Linked DNA regions of Gossypium raimondii: region 1 is linked to region 2. The links are chromatin contacts, called in public Hi-C maps. All regions are on one chromosome and are shown on one strand. Each heading gives the region's core, a stretch centred on a gene start, on an enhancer-like site or on the middle of the called end of the contact. The rest is flanking DNA. Distances are from core to core; before and after follow the strand shown. Region 1 holds the start of LOC105790886 (2-dehydro-3-deoxyphosphooctonate aldolase). Region 2 holds the start of LOC105790885.

What was found. A called contact is a pair of places that touch in the nucleus more often than the background predicts.
Region 1: a Hi-C map of leaf shows a contact between it and region 2, with 4 times the contacts expected there. The contact joins the promoter of LOC105790886 here to the promoter of LOC105790885 in region 2. A contact is called at or near these places in 2 of 2 Hi-C or Micro-C datasets (both in leaf).

What each region holds. Positions count from the first base shown.
Region 1 is chr8:14,791,682-14,794,381 of ASM2569854v1, reverse strand. LOC105790886 (2-dehydro-3-deoxyphosphooctonate aldolase) reads right to left here and starts at 1,358. Exons shown (of 15, transcript XM_012618691.2): 1 at 1,282-1,358; 2 at 951-1,020; 3 at 755-852; 4 at 500-596; 5 at 156-221. The coding sequence starts at 986.
Region 2 is chr8:14,634,829-14,637,811 of ASM2569854v1, reverse strand. LOC105790885 reads left to right here and starts at 1,680. Exons shown (of 6, transcript XM_052634526.1): 1 at 1,680-2,144; 2 at 2,508-2,614; 3 at 2,785-2,916. The coding sequence starts at 1,981.

The DNA.
Region 1 (2,700 bases), core at 109-2,608, 160 kb before region 2:
GATGCATAGATGATTTTTTAAACAAAATACATTTGAAATGACATAATCCAAAGAAATCACATTCACAAAAATTCCAAAATGAATACATGAACATAGACTTAAAATAAATGATAAAGTTTGTGTATAGATAGATGACCTCGAAGGTTTACTCATACCTGAATAGTTTCATGGACATCAGTTACAATAGGAATGTCATATGCTACTTTAACTTTCTCAAGGATCTGCAACCCAAAAATAAATTGAAATATTAATGTAAGTAAATATATCCAAGATAAAGTTGCACAAATTTTAAATTGACCTTAGACAATGTACTTGCAATTTCAGAATTGTAAAGAACAGTAAGAAAAGCCAAACTCTACCATATGTAGAAATACGTCCTAAGCTCAATAAAAAAATTAAAAAAAAAGCTCTACAGATCCATGTTAAGCAACCATGTAGCATGCAATGTAAGGAAAGCAGTCATGATATGTAAGAAAGTAAAGAAACTAAAGAAAAGAACCTTCAAGCCTTCAGCCATTCCAGGACCCCGAAATGATTTTGATGATGTTCGGTTAGCTTTATCAAAGCTTGATTTGAAAACCAAAGGCAACCCAAGTCTACAAAAATACAAAAAGCGCAGATATAATTCAGATATCAAAAAAAAAAAAAATAGCTTTGTACATGTTCTACTATGATCAATCTCAAGTAGTTTTGCACAAGTGATTCCAAAAAAAAAAGGCGGGGGGGGGGGGGCGAAGAACAAAGAAATTCATGCTTGGTAGTGATAGTCTTGATGTAGCCAGCCATCCTTAGAATGTGATCTTCAGATTCAATCACATTGGGTCCCGCTAACAAGAAAAATGGATCCGCACCCTGAGATTCAACATTTATTCATATAATTATTGAACAGAAACTACTAGCTCGGGTTATAAAGAAAAAATAATAATGAATAATAAAGTGGGAACCATCACCTTGAGCTTGTTGAACAGCGAAGCCGAGGAATCCATACTAAACTTCAGCAATTGCAGTTATCAGTCCCGACTACCGAGTATAAAAAAAATTAACTATTTAGAAAAACTCCACCACTGAATTAATAAATTGAGAGAGATAAGTATCAAGAAAGAAATGGCATAAATCAGAATAAAAGAAAACTCCGAGATCTAAAATATTGCGAAATGAACATTAAAAAAAAGAATAATGTTAAAAAAGCAGAGCGTTAAATTATAAAGAGAGAAAGAGAGTTACCAGAAAAAAAAAAGGGGGGGGGGGTGGAAGGGGGGGACAGAAAGAAGAGAAACTCACAGTCGAATCAAATATGCTGAGAACGACGGGAAGTCATTAACTAAGAAAACTCTCCTCTCCGGATAATAGTAATTTTTTAATAAATAATAATTAGAAAATCATATAGTATGGCCTAGTATGACAATTCATTGAAAAATTTAAATGTATTGAAAATTAATATTTATGATTTAATAATTATTTATCATTTAATGTAGGATATTTTTAATTAATTATTTTATTTTATTTATTTTGATATTATATTATTTTATAAAAATTTAATGTTTAAGATTTAATTTTTATTTATAGTAAGGTGAAATATTTAAATATTAAAGATAAAATATAGAAGTTTTTTTATAATTTAAAATATGTATTTATCAAATAATTTAATTATATTTCAGTAATTAATTTTAAGTAATATGTCAAATAAATCTTATAACTTAAATTCATTATTAAATGTTTAACACTTATTTTTAAATATTTAATTGTTGAGTTTATTGAATAGCACTAATTATATTTTTTTAAATATTAAATAATCATTATTTTATTTAAGTATTTATCTTATCTTATCTTATTATATGGTATAGTTATGTGTTATTTATAGAAGGTTATAACAACTATCATTAGATGCATGTCAAATTTCCATGAATTGTCGATTAATATGATACCTAAAGGTTATTGCATCCACAAGAAAAGAATATTATATCTTCTCTTAATCAATGCGGGTTTTAGAGAATGTAACGCAGTAAAAATTTTATATGACACATGACATAATTTTGAGCTCAATTATCTAGGAAATTATAAGAAAATTTGTGGAGTGACTTAGATAAGAAATTTTATGAAAGAAAATTGATATTGGAGAAGGGATTATTGAAAAGAGTCGTAAAGGTGAAAATATGACAAAAAGTACCAAATCGTAAATTTTAAAAAGTATGAGGACTAAAATGCAAAATTATCTAAAATGAAAAATATTAATTATTATAGATTGTTTGACATGAAATGGATTGGAATGTGATTTTTATGAAGATCACTTTTGGGACTAAATTGTAAAATTTGAGAAGTATAGGGACTAAATTGTAATTTTCCTATTTTACAAAAAAAGAAGTGCAAGAAGTGAAAACTTTATCACTCATGGAATTCTATTAAAGATTTAGTATGATTTATGAACTTGAATCGGTCCAAGTATCAAATCTACAGAAGAAATTGCTAGAAAATGCAAAAAAGGGTAAAATGGTAATGGTGACATAAAATGTTAATTTGGTCAATTCTCGATACTTTTATGATGAAAATAATATTTAAATATGATATTCGGAATCCAAAATTATTTTGAACTATTGGGACCTTAAATTAAGAAAATGAGCTTCAAATTGACTAATTTGGACTAAGTTGTTGGATATGGGCCCAAGGCCCGCATGTTGATATTTCTGTAGGGGATGAGAATCC
Region 2 (2,983 bases), core at 431-2,930:
CCCACTTTGATTCTTTTACTGAATTACAAACTCGTTTAGATTATCTATCGAAGTAAGTTGTCTTTCTTGTAATGTAAACATTCTTACAATGTCATTTATCATCAGTTTAAATTTAGACAATCAATGAGCTAATATTTTATTGTTACAATTTCGCTATGCATACAAAATATGAAAGAAAGAAATATAAAAGACAAAACAGTGAAATGTGAAATTTATTTATTCATCGTTCAAATAAATAGAAAACAATTACATGTTTACTACATTATGAACACATTTCCTAATAAGAGTTCTTTTGCGTAAGGAGCCGAGAGGAAGATAATTTGTATATATTTTTTACTTTGTGCTCTCAGTCTCGGCATCAAATTTTTTTCTTTTTCTCTTGATAGTGTCGACACCTTACCAGAGGAAGATAATTTCTTAGCAAGACATACAAATCGAAATGCAAAAAAGTCATTAACCTAATTTGTATGGGTATGGGCCAAATCAATTAATTCTGTAATTTGACTTTAAAGCCCATATTGAGCTTCTAAATTTAGTCTTTTAAGGCCCATCATACATTAATGTTTAATTATTATTATTAAAGTTATATAATTAAAAACTGAAAAATACTTTGTTAATATAAAATATAACCTTATGGCTTTAGGGGGCGAATGTTATACAATGTGGATACCAAATTAAAATACATGATAATTTAAATGTAAAATTAAAAAATATGAAAATTCCAAGGGGGCGACTGCCCCCAAGATCCATCCTTGTACATATACATGTGAAAACCACGTATTTAGAATGCATACATGTGTTTAAAAATACCATACAATAAACAATGAAATGTATGATTTGAGACTAATTAAGAATAACACATGAAATATATACGATATTAAAATAAAAATAAATTAAATTGTAAGTAAAACAAAATTTATTTAAACACATGAATACATTATATTAAGATTAATAAATGAATACAATTATTTATCAATGTGTTGTCATCAATTCTAAGTTGGTGTCGAGTTAATTTGTGACATCATTTTAATCAACAATATTATTAATATAATATATACAATTGATTGAGGTAATAAAATATGCGTAATAAAATTCAAATGAATGAAACTATTAAAAGAAAACTTTAGTTGAGTTGTAAATTTTAGGTTTTGCTAATCCAACTTACTTGAATTCAAATCCTCAGATGTGTATTTTTATTAATTTTTAAAATTAAAAAATTAAAAATCCTCAAATAACATAAATTATTTTAAGTAAAAAATATTAAAATAATTTTCCTTCTTAGATTAGCGTTTTATTCTAGTGTGGTGTATTTAACTTTCTTTTTGTCTTACGATATAATATTACTACAACATCTAATATTACTGCCATTACTATTTTACATTAATTACAGATAAATGTACCGTCCATCTAAAAACACCTAAACTTGATTGATGGGTGATGTACCCAACTCGAAACTTATAAATAAATAGTATAGATATAAATATTTAAAATTTATATAACATGAATTATTTATATATGTTAACTTAAATGATAATATAAAATGAAAAAAACAGGTCAACATAATAGCTTATGCAGATATGGTGGCTGCTGTTAGTTTTATAGTATTAATAAATAGAATGAGAGGTTTTTTCTTTTGGTTTTTTGTGCTTGCAGACAAGTAGAAAAGTAAAAAGGAAGTTGTAATTTCCTATTAAATTTCTGTATTTTGTTTTTCAACCATTTATCAAGAAAAAGGGAGAGAGAGAGAGAGAGAAAGAAAATGGAAGCTAGGAATTTTGGTAAAAGATAAACACAACAACTCCTCCCCTTTCTCTCTCTTTCTTGCTTCTGCCAATAATTTTAGATCGAATCCCAAACGTAACTCTATTCTCTTTTGTGTTTTTTATTAGATTATTTTTTTGTTTCGTTTCTTAGAAGGAAAAAAAAAGTCATTTATAAAGTCAAGTGTTTGGGAACTTTGGGTTGTTTACGAAAAAGAACATGAGCAAAGAGATTGTAAAGGAAGAAGCGCCTTCGTCGTCCCCTGTTGTTTCGGGTAGCTTTGCTTCTCTGAGAAGCGTCCGATGGCGTATTAGTCTCGGTATTTTGCCTTCTTCTTCTTCAGTTGATGATCTTCGCAGGGTAACTGCTGATTCTCGCCGAAGGTGATTTTTTTTCCTTGATAAAAATTCTAGTATTTGATGTATTTTTGGTTTTCTTTCCTTGTAAAGATTACCAGATTTATTATTATTATTTAATTTCAAATCCGGAACTTCTTTTTAACTCCTATTTTGATTTTTTTGTACAACACTCTAGCTGATTCTAGGTTAAAATTTACCCCCCAAAAAGAGAGAAGACAACTGTCTTTCTTTTTTCCTATTCCTATAACTTTTTTTTCTTGTTCAAAGTAGTTCTAAATTTTGCTCATTAAATTGCAATTGAGTTGTTTTTTTTTTTTCGTTTTTCATTTTTCTTGGAGTTAAAACCAACAGTTATGGCCTCAAATCTCTGGTTTTATTGTAATTTAGATATGCTGGGTTGAGAAGGTGGCTGCTAGTGGATCCACATGTTCCAAAGGATGGAAGAAGTAAATCCCCTGATCTTGTCATGGACAATCCACTCTCTCAAAACCCAGGTAATTGCCAATGGTTCTTATTATTTTTCTTCATTATATTGGTTACCTATATGTATTGTTGATTCATCAGTTTTTGTTTTAATAAGTACTGCTATGTTTACCTCGCTATATTATCTTGATTCACGTTGAACTTATGTAGAAAGTGTTTATGGGTCCAATGTTCGTTTCAGTTCCACAAATAGGAGGTAAATCTCTTTGCCTCCTTTTCGACCCCATCCTGGTTGATTGGTTGGTTGGTTTTGAAGCCAGGACTTGGAACTCGTCTTTGTCAATGGAAAATGTTCCATTAAACTCTCCAATACGTTAGGAATATTCTTCTTTGAGAAACTTTATGTTGTTTCATCATAATATACTCCCCTCTCTTTTAAA